2 separate regions of the Mus musculus genome follow, and region 1 is linked to region 2. Evidence: chromatin contacts called from public Hi-C data. All regions are on one chromosome and are shown on one strand. The core of a region is the stretch at or near the end of the contact, and the rest is flanking DNA. Distances in the headings are between cores, read along the strand shown.

Evidence for each region. A called contact is a pair of places that touch in the nucleus more often than the background predicts.
Region 1: a Hi-C map of embryonic stem cells shows a contact between it and region 2, with 2.7 times the contacts expected there. The contact joins two enhancer-like sites. A contact is called at or near these places in 8 of 39 promoter capture datasets (3T3-L1-derived adipocytes, the HPC-7 cell line, embryonic stem cells and 5 more), 5 of 484 Hi-C or Micro-C datasets (embryonic stem cells, nephron progenitors and trophoblast stem cells), 3 of 115 datasets of contacts at active chromatin or transcription factors (all in embryonic stem cells) and 1 of 9 other capture datasets (embryonic stem cells).

The regions. Positions count from the first base shown.
Region 1 is chr2:174,285,322-174,292,680 of GRCm38.p6, forward strand. It overlaps Gnasas1 and a transcript of Gnas not described here. Among named protein-coding and RNA genes, the nearest start is that of Gnas, 8.9 kb to the right of the region's middle. Within about 2 kb of position 3,495, at least 18 of the 459 cell types and tissues checked have an H3K27ac peak or open chromatin away from gene starts, as enhancers often do. A contact at or near this core is called in embryonic stem cells, where this site is marked.
Region 2 is chr2:173,948,393-173,955,340 of GRCm38.p6, forward strand. No RefSeq gene overlaps it. Among named protein-coding and RNA genes, the nearest start is that of Gm30143, 67 kb to the right of the region's middle. Within about 2 kb of position 1,704, at least 18 of the 459 cell types and tissues checked have an H3K27ac peak or open chromatin away from gene starts, as enhancers often do. A contact at or near this core is called in embryonic stem cells, where this site is marked.

The sequences.
Region 1 (7,359 bases), core at 2,245-4,744, 340 kb after region 2:
AAGGAGGAAAACAGGCAGCCCCGCCGCTGCAAGACCAGGAGGCCAGCCCGCCGTCGCGACCAGTCCCCGGAGTCCCCTCCCAGAAAGGGGCCCATCCCCATCCGGCGTCACTAATGGGTGACTCCGTCCAGATTCTCCTTGTTTTCATGGATAAAGGTTAGTTGCCCTGACCAAACTGGGGTCCCTGAGACAGTAGGGTGGGAGGAAAGAGACAGATGGGAGGCAAGGTGGGAAGGGAGCGGTGCCCATTAATCAGCCCGAAATGCACCCCGGAAAAGGAGAGAGGGCTCTTCAAGTCTCTCCAGGGCACCCAGGGGCGCTTGGGAGGCCAAAGGTTTGTTGGACGGTGAGGCATTTCTGGCGCCTCGCTGGAGACAACCTGAGGTCCCCGAGCTGATACCCGGTGCGCAACATTGAATTCGGTGTGCCACACTGAATTCCCAGCGCGCCCCAGGTTTGGAGTTACATACATAAACGGCAAAGGTAAGTCACTTGTTTTCTATGTTCTCTCCCCTCCTACAGAAGTTAGTCTTCAGCAACGGAGTTGGCTTTAGGTAGAGCCCACTGGGCTCGATATGGAGGTGCACGCACCAACTTTGGCGATCTGAGACTGCTGCGCCATAGCTACAGTATTGCAATGCGCAGAAAGTAACTGCGTTTGGGATTGGGTGACAACTCTGGAGCCTAAATCGCACGTGGCATTCAGCCGGCGCGGAGCCTGGAAATCGGGTACCGGCATGGCCAATTTGGGGCCGCGGGACCCTGGAGCCAGTGCCTCCCCCCACGCCGTGCAAGTAGTCTTGGTTAATACCGCTCACCTCTGGAGGTTCGAGGAGGCCTGAGATCGTGAAAAGGGGCGCGCGCACCTCTCCCGTGCGTCCTAAAGCCAACCTTCCCGCGCAGAAAGGAGTTTCTTGATAGTGGATAGTGCTTGGAGGACACTCAGTGGTGGTATAGGGTTCTTTACGGGTGCCCTTCTGGGCTACCTGGGTTGGCAGACAGCTAGGATCACATCGGGGTATCGCGCAGCTGGTTAGGCAGATCCGACTTGTCCGGAGAGGTCCGGGACTGTGCGCCTAGGCCATAGAGGCAGGAGAGAAGGAATGAGAGCAATAAGAAGTGGTCTTGGGAGGAAAGGTAAAGCGGGTCAAGGCACAGGCTGAGTACGGAGGTCGTGGCTATCACTCTGACACCTTCAAAGGTGTACCCAAAGATCGTGGCACTTCCTAAGCTGGGAAGATGTCGGATCCTGCGCTTTGGACTGAGAGGTGGCAGGGAGGATGCGCTACAGCCATTTTGGCCATCTTCAGCTCGGGTGGGGCTGTTTTTGGAACCTGTAACCTGTGGGGGAGGGGAGATCACCCACCGGTGATCTGCCCCAGCACCAAGCACGTAACGCACCTTAGAATGCTTTCCCCTCCAGCCTTGGGCGGAAAGGCTGATCTTAAGTAAAACGCACCTACTGTATCTCACCCATTTAGAAACTTTTTTTTTTTTTTTAAGTGTGCGCGGCTGGTCTTGCGGCGGCTTGAGATATTTTGATGGGATGATTTGGGAAATCTGGTTAAGAAACGCAGTTTCAAAGCTTGAAATCAAAGCCGGCTGGGCTCCTGAGCTCCTAAGAGGAGAATGGTGCTAGAAGGAACACATTACGTAGTCTCCTTCCAGGACCTACCCTCTTTCCTGGGATGGCGTCGCAGCCCCCAGAATTTAAGTGAGGGTGGGCTGTGCGCACTGCGGCTAATTGCGACTTTGGTCAACAGCAGGAAGCAGTTTGTTAGCAGTGGGTAGAGAATGAGCCGGTAGCTTGCGGAAAGGAGGCGGGGGCTTTTGGGTTGAAAGCGTGAAATTGCCTAAGTGAGACATTATTTTTCCTAAGTTAAAATGCTCGGCAACGAAAAAGATGACGTGACGTTTTCTTGACGTTAGGTACCTTTATGTCTTGTAATGTAGCCTGAGTTTACCAAGCAACAGGTTTCTAGTTAACAGGTGGAGAAGCCGCACTTTTTTTTCAGCAGTTAGATTTTTTTTTCATTAGCTAAAAATTAGGATGCTGCCTTGTTGCTGGGATAAATAAAAATTTAAAAGTGTCTCCAGTTTCTATAACCACCACCTCACGCTGTTCTTATAGAAGCCTAGAGCCTGGCAAGGTGGTGCAAACCTCTAATCTCAGCGGGGGTCGGGTGGGGATGGGGAGGCAGGTGGATCTCTGTGAGTTCTAGGCCAGCCTGCTCTACAGAGCAAGTTCCCGAACTGCCAGGACTGCACAGAGAAACCCCGTTTCCGGGAAAAAACAAAAACAAACACCCTCTCCCCCCGCCAACAAACCAAATTTAAAAACAACACAACAATAGCTACAAAAGAAGCCCAAGTGAGCAGTGTAAGAGAGGCTCATACCCGGGGTATTCAAACAGGAACGCGCATTTTGCTTTCTATTAGTAACCTTGCACTGTCTACCTGAGTCACAGCAGACGCTTTAGTCCAGCCTGCTACCGGCCCGCACAACCCTCCCCTCCCTCTCAGCACCTCCCCCTCCCTAGCGCCATCCTGACTCCAGGTAAAAAAACCTCGGCGGGCTATATAGGAGCACACCACCCTTGGGAGAGCCCCACCACCCACACAAGAGGTTTTGATAAAACACCCATCCCAAGGCCATTTTCTGTGAAATAGTTCATTCGCTCACTAGGCTCAGGATTTTACTTTTCCAGGGCTTTTCTAGCAGGTCCTCAAACATCCCTAACTAGCCCTTTGTCTCACCCTGTTAAAGCGGGGTTAGCATTTGAATGGACTGGCAAGCCCTTTCCCTCCGTAGGTAGACTGGCTGAGGGAGATGCACGTGGGACAAGTGGGGGTCGGTGACAAAGCTAGTTAAACTGCCTTCCAAGAGCTTTTGGATCTTTAGCTGCATTAATCGTTTGCTTAATGGGAAAACTTCCTTCTGTGGTGGAAGGGTGCGATTATTGAGTGTCTTTTAAGTGATTTTCTTTTTTAAAATTATGTGGCAATGTTCAAATACCGTGTGGTGGCAAATGCCAGATGTAAGTACTGTTTAGTTTATCAGTAAAACTTTTAATTTTATTTGTGAGAATTGGAGAATGAGATGGGAGGTGTAAACTCTAGGATTGATTTGTAAGTGTGTTTTTTTGTTTGCTTTTTTATGTGCCTGAAGCCTTTTATCCTCTGGGATTGCTTACAACCTTTGACTCTTTAGCCTACATTTTAGCAGCTGTGTCCCCTTAACGAGAAACTTGAAACATCAGAACTGGTAAGAATAAAGTTTTTTTTTTTTAATGGATTTACTTAATTTCTCCTTTTGTCATGTCAAAAGAAAAGAGGATGAGGAAACTGAGCAGAGACAACGGTGTGGGGGCAAGCAGGACAGCAGCCCATCACAAAAGCAACAAAAGCAAGTCATGATAATCAATTGTTCAGGGCCAGAGACCAGTGATGTCACCTTGTTAGCTCAAATACTGCTTCCTCTGAAGTCCCACTTAGTAACAAGATGAGAAACTCAGGCCATACCTTTGATCCCGTGCTCCACATGAGGGAAGGAATGTCCTGTTGTGGGGTTTGGCCACTAATTAACCTAACTCCCAAACCCAGACAGAATGAGAAACCAGCAGACTGAGACAAAAGGCATAAGATACTGGGTGAGCCCAGGGTGCCTCTTTCCCACCTTGCTGACTGCCTCCGGTCTTCCCTCACACCCCTCTGCCTCAGTTTCTTCTTAAAGTGTGCTAGCAGAACAAAATCGTTCTCTCTCTGGTGTCAGAAGGGCAGAGCCGCACCTCTAGCTCCAGCGACGTTCCCAAATCTCAAATGTTTGACTAAATAAAAAGCACTAACTGTGAAGAAGTGTGTTTGTGTTGTCAAGACTCACTGCGTCCAGTCCTGGGGGCGGGGTTGGGGAGTGTGAGCGAGCACTCCTAAGAGCACCTATCAATGCTATGTTGTGCTGTTCCCGAATTCTCCCCCTGTGGTTAGTGTCTAGAATGAACCTTCCAGAACCCAGTTGGTACAAGCCCATTAGGGATGCTAGCTACGAAATATGGGAGACAGCAAGCTGACAGTACAGGTTAAGTAATGGCTTAGAGGCTCTAGATAGTTGGGATAAACGGGGAAGTGTTTCACCTCCTGTCCATTATCATTCCCTCCCAGGGGCTTTTTTTCCAGCCATATCCAGCCAGTGGTTCCTGTCTCCAGTTTTAGTACTCACATCTTTTTATATGCTGCAAGGCCTGGTAATAGCTAAGCTCACTCTCACACACACCACAAACATGCACACACGTATCAAACACATGCACGTACTCATACAAACACACCAGACACTCAATACTCATACCCCAGATACCTCTCACATGCACAAACACCACACTCATCCACACACATACCCGACACATGCACCTACTCATCCACAAACACGACAGACACTCATGCTCACACACAAGCACACACTCATCCACACACATACCCGACACATGCACCTACTCATCCACAAACACACGACAGACACTCATGCTCACACACAAGCACACACTCATCCACACACACACACACACAAACATCACAGTCATACACCACACACACTCACAAGCACACCAGACATACTCATACACACACACTCATACACACAAGCACACCCACAATTATACACACACCAGACACTCATATACAAATGTACCCACTCATACACATAAACACAGCCACTCACACAAGCACACCATACTCATACACACACAAACACACCCACACTCACTCCCCCATATGTATGTATACATACATACACACACACACACACCAGACACACACAAGCAAGCACACCACACTCATACACACCCACACTCATATGCACAGCAGACATACACCACACACTCACCCCCAGACACAAACACACAGCCAAATTTGGCTCCACTGCTGAGGCAAACAAAGCAAACACTTCTCCCAATAATCGGCTCTGCAAATTGACTTTTTATTGACCATTTATTTATTTCATGTTTTAACCCCTTTGGGGCATTTAAAAATTTGGTCTAATTTTACTAGTGTTTGTTTTCTCCAAGTCTCCTAGATAGGGAGCCCCAGCCCAGCCATGAAGCAGAACAGCTGGCATGGTGAGGACCAGAGGACAGACATAGCCTAGTGACTTGGATCCCCTGAGTGCAGGTGTCTGCAGTGCAGAGCAACATCACTTATTGATAGTGCTCAGCCACAGAGGCGGGAGGCCCCAGGGGAGCTCAAATGTGCACATTCCTATGTTTTTTCCTATGAGCCTATTTTAGGGTAAACATGTTACACACTAGCAAGGGGATGTGGCTGCCCCAAGGTGAGGGGAGCAAAAAGGGTTGTGGGGACCCAGGGAGTAAAAGAACATGCTATGGAGGCCCGGGAAGGAGCACACAGCCAACACATTTCATGGGTGCACAAAAGCACTTTGAAGAGATAGGGAATCAAACCATTGAGGACACACCAACTATGGCAGGCTGAAGAGGGAGGATGGGACCAGGTGCAACAAGGAGCATCGACACCTCAGGGTGAGGAAGAGTATTTTTAATAGCCAAAGATGGACACTAGAGGAGAATTTCAGATCAGTCACCCTTGAGGTCACCATCCCAGTCTTATAGACCTAGCTGGGGAATTTCAACTTCAGCTCTACAGAATGGAGTTCTCATAAGGATACCTCAAATTCATTAACCAAAAAGACTTAAGAGCTACTAACCTTACTTAATGGTTTTTAAAGCATTGGGTTTTGACTCAAGAAGACCAGCCTCTGAGGCTCCCATTCCTATGGCACAGGAATGCAGGAATGTGGGCCTAGAGTCCACAGGCTTCTCCCTCCCGCAGGCAATACCCGGCTGATTCTCCTGGCTTATGTGTCTGTTTCAATTAGACTTCATTAGGAAAATTTGCTTTGGATGATTGAGGTTGCCTGAAAAGGTGAACAACACAATCCCCTCAAATTCAAATAATATTCAGGCCCCGAAGCCCCTGGGTGCCTACAATTCCCACCATGAGTTACAGAAATCTTACATAGCCTTTCTATTAAATCTAACCGCCTTCTGGGATCCCAGCCCCCACTCCTTCCACCCCAGCCCGCCCCTCCGGCAGACACCTCCCCTGATTGTTTCTCTCATCTGCAACAGGCACTTCTCCCTCGTGGATTCAGCTGCATTCTCAGCTGTTCATGTGGACACCTTGTGCAGGCACAGGTGGCAGGAGCATGGCAAGCTAAGGCACAATTTGGTGGCTCTTCCACAAAGAAAGCCATTGATATCAAGCCACTGCTAATAAGCCTGAGGGAGGGGCCTGCCCTTTATCGTGGCTTTTCATCCAGAGTTGACCAGCTGTATTCATAAATATCATTTCATCCCCCTAACATGAGCCCCACATCAGTCCCTAGTCCAGTATCTTGCCCTATCTGCTAGAGACATCTTCCCTTTAATTAGCATTTGTCTCAAACAGGCCAGCCACACAGCCCCTTCTGCAGAGCTGCTGCCTCCACCGGCCAAGGCTTGCAGAGATGATGGCAGGGAGGTGGGGGGAGGGCTGCAGCAGTCTTAATTGAACAGTAATTAATTGAACAGCTTCAAAGTCTTATTGCTACTCAGGGAAACACTCAGAAAACCTTTGTCATTGGGAGGCTGAGCGACTTAGTGTTTGCCTGAATTCTTTTTCTATCTTCTCTTTTTCTGCATCTGGTTCCTTTGCCTGAAAATTAATGGGACACATATGTACTATAGGCAGAGAAGGCTCCTTATAAGGCTGCCCCTTCCCCAAAGCCATAAACCAAAAGAAACCTTACTGCCAATGGTCTTGCTATTCCTGGCTTCTGCATCCCCCCCCCCCCACCATCTTGCTCACTCCACCCTCCCTTCTACCCAAGGGACCTTTCCTACTTGGCTTTCTCTTTTGCGGCCACAGGGATAAATCAAAGACGTTAAGAAGCAGTTACTTGGGGTATCTGGATGGGCCTTGGGCTTTTAGCAGAAAACAAAAACCCCAAAGGGGGAAATATTATATATACACATAAAGCCCTAAAATGTAAATATAAATACAACTGTTGTTGTAAACAAGCACCCAGCCCAGGGCACCACAGAAAAGTGGGACCACGCCTTTTTAGGTAAGGAAGCTGAAGCCGAGGGAGAGTCAGCTTCTTTATGGTTGGTGTGACTTTCAAAAGGTCACCTGATTATTTCTGACTTGAGCGTCTGGGCCAACTGCACTGAGCAAGCTGCCTTTCCTCAGAGAAGCAGAGCCCAATGGAAACAGGGGCACTCCTTACCAGTCCTTTCTAATACGGAAAGAGCCTCCTCTCCACCTGACACACCATCTCTCTCATAGCCTGTCACTCTAGCATACACTGTG
Region 2 (6,948 bases), core at 454-2,953:
GAAATGTAAATGAAGAAAATATTTAATTTAAAAAAAAAGAAGGGGAGAGAGAGAGATAGTAAGGAAGAGGTCTGACTACAGGCCTTCTTCAAAAGGCAGAAGGGCTCTTGTGTCTCATGCTGCGGTCTCTGTTTCTGATTATTGTACATCAAAGAGGAAATATTGTGGTCCTAGGAGAAGAATCCCTGGAATCCAATGAGGAATAATTGCAGATCCAGGATTAAAACCAAGAACTGAAACTGGAGGGGGGGGGGATCAGGATGAAGTGGGGCCCAAGGGCCCTGAGTGTGTCATGCCTTGGGCTGGTTCAGTACAATGGGACCCATCCCATCTCATCCTGAGCTGCAGAACTGTCAGGAAGTTACAGCTCGGTTTGGTGGTTGCGGTCAGAGTCCCTAGGTTAAATGGGAGGGGAGGCCCTTGGTCCTGTGGAGGGTTGATGCCCCAAAGTAGGAGGATGCTGGAGCAGGGGGAAGCACCCTCATAGAGGCAAAGGGGAGGGGGGAGAGGGCAGATAGAATGGGGAGGGTTGTGGAGGGGTAACCGGGAAAGGGGACATCATTCGCGATGTAAACAAATGGAATGATTAATACAAAAAATAATTTTAAAAAACAAAAACAAAAACAACAGTAGCTTATCCTGAGAAGGGAAGCAATGTGAACTGGGGATCACAGCTGAGGCTGCTGGCCCCATATCCAGGGGTCCAAGAGTTGTAAACTGACAGTCTGTAGTGTAGAGATGGTGAGGTGAAAAAGAGGAGGTTGGGGTAGGCAGGATCACTCTGGGGCTCTGAGTCTCATTTTGAAGGTCTTTTATGCTAACTCCTCCCAACTTTGGAAGCTAAAAATGTTGGAATATTGTGCCAATTAGGGGCTGGGTGGAGACCCTGAAGGTTTCAAGGAGGCAATGTTGTCATGGCTCCAGCTAACCCTAACTACAGAGCGAGCATAGCTTCTGTTGCCCCAAGGGCTGTCCGGACAGTGAGCACATGGACCACAAAGCTATAATGTCTGCTGTCACAAAGGGGAGAGCCCTACTTGGCCTGGCCATTTTTTCTCCTTTTGGGTAGATGGTGGGTCTGGATAGTCCTGCGATCCAGGGTGGGGAGCCTCAGAGCTGGTGACCACCTAGTCTTTTCTCCAGGGAATCAGATTCTTTCTAAGAACATGTCCAGCTCCATCAGTTTCATGGGAGGAAGAGTCACTCCAAGGGCTTCATCCAGCCTCTCTGTGTCCTGCTGAGTGCCTTCCTGTCACACCTGGCAACTCAACTCAGGGAAGACATCAGTTGTGCAAATCTCATGTGCCAGGACCTGTGCCACAGACAGGGGAGGGCTATAGGCATGGGTCCAGGCACCATGAAGTGTAACCAACCAAGAGAAAGCAATGGACAAGTGTAGAAACGAAAGACTCAAATGAAACTGTCAGAGCTCAGAGGTGGCTGTGCAGCCTCTAGAGGAAGTCACAGGACTCTCTGCAGAGGACGGGGGGGGGGGGACGGGGGGGGGGACGGGGGGGGACGGGGGGGGACGGGACGGGACGGGACGGGACGAGACGAGACGGGACACGGGACACAGGATCTGCAGGGCTGGAGGGATGTGGTCATGGAAGGAGGGAGGTGACATGGGGATGAGGGTGGGAGTGGGATGTGGAGGGAGCCCCGAAGAGCCCCCAGAGGGTCTGTGTAGCCTGGCTTCCTCCCTGGATGAGGGAGGGGGAGGGGCAGCCCAGCAGGTTTCTCCCTCCTGAGTCTTTGGATCTCCTGTTTTTGTGTTCTGAAGCTGTTGAAAAGGTTGGAGAGACTCTGCTTTGAAATGCAAGATGACTTCTCCAGGAAAAATGATCAGATTCCTCCCAACCTCTTGTTCCCAGCAGAAGAGGTGGTATTTTATCATTTCAGCATTGTATCACCGCCACAGCTAAAACCATCTGAAAGCTTGCCAGGGTAACAAAGGGAAGGTAAAGTGCGATGACTCAGTATTGAGTCGTGAAAGGCTCCCAAAAGCAAGAGAGCGGCTTTTCCCTCCCCCAACACCTGGGCTTGGAAACAAAGACAGACTAGTCCCAGTCATCCCCTCCCAGAATCCTGTCTAGTCCCCATTTAGCAGAATTTCAGCTGCCCAGCCTCATACTTGATGAGTCTCCATTAGCTTCTCTGTTTGCTGGGGACAGTCGCCCACATAAAAACTCTGTAATAAGGGATACTGTGCTGAGTTAAGAAGGCGCTGAATTATAGAGGTTGAGCAGAATGCATTTGTCATGGTAGGAATCCTCAGGGCTCGCATGCTAATGAGCCCTTCTTGAGCAGGTTGTAATGTGCAGTGTTTCTCAAACTCGAGTGGGAGTGTTTTAAAATACACCTCTCGTAAGATTGTGAGATGATGGTTCTGTGGAACTCAGTCTGCGTTACAGTGACTCAATTTAACATTTATTAAAATATTATCAGGAATAACTTTACAAGATGACAGTGAATTAAACTCCTGTCATTCACTCAACAATCCACATACACTCTTCTGCAACCAACTCTCTATCCATCCACCCTGGCACCACACATCTACCCACACAAACAGCCAACTATCCCTCCTCCCTATATCCATGCATTTATTCATCCTCATCCATCTACTGATCTATCCATTATGTCTTCCACTCCATCTATCCACATGTGTATCCAGGATATCCATCTGCCCACGTAGGTACCCATCTACCCACATGTGTATCCATCTATCAACATGTGTATCCACATACCCATATATGTATCCATCTACCCACATGTATATCCACTTACTTACATGGGTACATATCTACCCATATGTGTATTCATCTAGCCACATGTGAATATATTATGTCCATCTACCCCATATGTATACATATCCCCACATGTGTATACATCTTTACCCACATGCATATCATTCTACCCATCTGTGTATTAATCTACACACATATATATCCATCTACTCACATGTGTATTCATCGATCCACATGTATATCCAACTATACATAAGTGTATCCATCTTCCCACGTGTGTATCCATATAACATATGTATTCAGCTATCCACATGTCTATCTTTCTATGCACCTGTATATCCATCTACCCACATGTGTATCCATCCACTGTCATGTGTACCCATCTACCCACATGTGCATCCATCTACTCACGTTTATCCATCTACCAATTTATTTATCCATTTTCTAACATGTGTACTTATTTTATTCATCTACCCACATGTATAAGCATCTACTCACATGTGTATCCCTCTAGCCACATATGTATCCATCAACTCACATAGGTTCAGTCTGTCCACATGTGTATCCTCTACCTACATATGAATCCATCTACCTACATGTGTATCCATTGTATCCATCTACACACATATGTATACATTTACCCACATGTGAATCCATCTACCCACATGTCCACCCATCTGCCCAAATGTGTATCTACCCAAATGTATATCCATTTACCAACTAGTGTATCTGTCTACCCATATGTGTATCATTCTATCTACATGTGTATCCATCTTTCCACAGATGCATCCATCTACCCCCATGTGTATCATTTTACCCATATGTGTATCCATCTATGTATATATGTATTCATCTACATAGATATGTATCCATTGTATCCACCATTTCACATATGTATAAATCTACAGTCATATGTATCTTTCTACTCACATGTGTGTCTTTCTAGCCACATAGGTACCTTCTGTGCACATGTGTATCCATTTACCCACAAGTATATCTATCTACCCATCTGTGTATCATTTTACCGACATTTGTATCCATATACCTGCATATATATCTATGTACCCACATGTGTTTCAATCAACCCAAATATGTATCCCTCTACCTACAAGTGTAGGTAGAGTGTACATCTACCCACTAGTGTATCCTGCCCACAGGTGCGTTCATTGTATCGTTCTACCCACAAGTGTGTCTCTTTTATCCATCTACCCAAATATATATACATATATACTCAAATGTGTATCCATCTATTCACATATGTATCCATTTACCTACATGTATATCCATTGTATCCATGTACACACCTTTTAATAGCTACCCAAATGTGTGTTCTTCTACCCACATGTATATCAATCTACACACAAGTGTATTCATCTACCTGCATATGTATCCATCTACCTACATGTGTATTCACTGAATCCATCTATCTGCATGCTTATCCATCTAGCCACTTGTGAGTCTTTCTACACAAATGTGGATCCATCTACCCACATGTATATACATTGATTGACCTATGTATCCAGCTACCCACATATGTATTATTTTACCCACATGTGTAGCCATCTCCTTACATTTGTATCTACTCATATGTGTATCATTTTACCCACATTTGTATCAATCTACCTACATATATATTCCCATATTTGTGTCCATCAGCCCAAATGTGTACCCCTCTACACACATGTGTACCCACTTATCAACAAGTATATCCAACTACCCACGTGTGTATTCACCTACACACATGTGTATTCATTGTATCCATCTACCCATATATGTATACATGTACCCACATATGAATCTATCTTCCCACATGTGTATCCATTGTATTCATCTACCCACATATGTATACAGGTTCCCAACTTCTTATCGATCTACCCACAAGTGTATATTTCTAATCCAATGTAAATCATTATAACCACATGTGTATCCCTCTAGTCACATATATAGTCCATCTACCCACATGTGTATGCATCTACCCTCATGTGTATCAAAATACCCACATGTGTATCCATCCATTCACTTATGTATCTATTGTATCCTTCTCCTCACATGTGTATCCATCTACTCACATTTGTATCCATCTACCAACATATATATCCATCTACCCACATGCATCAATCTACACACGCACACACACACACACACACACATATTTCTACCCACATGTGTATCCATCTATCCTCATGTGTATCTAACTACCCATATGTGTTAACCTATCCAATGTGTATTCTTAGTATCCATCTACCTACAGATGTAGCCATCTACCCACATGTTCTCCAACTACCAAGATGTGTATCCATCTACCCAAATGTGCATCTATCTACCCATATATGTAGCCATCTAACCAGATATGTTTACTTTGAATCCGTCTATCCATATGTGTATCCACCTCACAACATATGTATCTATTTACCCACATGTGTATCCATATACCCACATGTGTATCCATATACCCACATGAGTATCCATCTACTCACATGGTTAACCTAATACCCATATATGAATCTAGCTACCCATATTTTATCCATCTACCCACATGTGTATCCATCTACACCCATGTGTATCCATCTACCTATATGTGTATTCTTCTACACACACACACACACACACACACACACACACACACACACATATATATATATATATATATATACATATACACACACACACATTTAGCCACATAAGTATCCATTTACCCACATGAGTATCCTAATACCCACATGTGTATCTATCTATCCACACATGTATCCATCTACACACATGTGTATCTGTTGTATTTATACACACATACCCATCTACACACATGTATATCCATCTACACATGTGTTTTTCCATCTACCCAAATGTGTATACAACTAACCACATATGTGTACATCTACTCACATGTGTATTGATCTACCCACAAATGTATTCATCTATCCACATGTGTATCCAGCTACACACATATGTATCCATCTACCCACATGTGTATAAAACTACCTATCTTTGTATACATTCACACACATGTATCTTTCTACTGACATATGTAACCATCTACCCATATGTGTATTCATCCACCCACCTTTGTATCCATTTTATGCATTTACTCACATGTGTAGCCATCTACTCACATATGTATCCTTCTACCCACAGGTATATCCATTTATAAAAATGTGTATCCTTCTACCCACTTGTGCATCTATCTACCCATGTATGTATCATTCTACTCATTTGTATCCATCTACCCACTTGGATATCCATTGATCAAAATGTGTACCAATCTACACACCTACATATCCATCTATTGTCATGTGTATCCATCTATCTACATGTGTATCCAACTACCCACCTATGTATCCATCTACCCACATGTATATTCTTCCTCCAAAATGTGTATCCATCTTCCCACATACATATCCATTTACATTCATGTGTGTCCATTTACCTACATGAGTATCTACCTACCAACATGAGTATCCTTAAATCCACATGTGTATCCATCTACTCATCTATGTATCCTTCTACCCACATGTGTATCTATTTACCCGTATGTGTATCATTTTGCCCACATTTGTATCAATCTACCAACAAATATATCCATATACCTACATGTATTTTAATCAAACCAAATATGTATCCTTTTACCCACCTGTGTATCCAGCAATGCACATGTGTATGCATCTACTCACTTGAGTGTCATACTACCCACATATATATCCAAACACCCACAGGTGTATACATCTACCCACATATGTAGACATCCAACCACATATGTATTTATTGTATCCATACACTCACATGTGTATCCATATTCTGACATATCTATCCATCTACCCACATGTGTATCAATCTACACACATGTCAATCCACTTTTCCATTTATGTATCTATCTACCCATATGTGTATCCACCTATCCAATGTGACTTCATCCTATCCACTTACCCACATGTGTATACATGTATCTGAATGTATCCATGTACACACAGGAGTATTCAACTACCAACATGTGTTTCCATCTATTCACATATGTATCAATGTACCCTCATGTGTATACATCTACCCACATTTGTTTTCATCTACCACATGTGTATTCTTCTACCCACATGTGTATCCATTTACATACATTAGTATCCCTCTAACCAAATAATTATCCTTCAAACCACATGTGTATTTACTCACATGTGATTCCACCAAACCATATGTGTATTCTTTGTTTCCATCTATC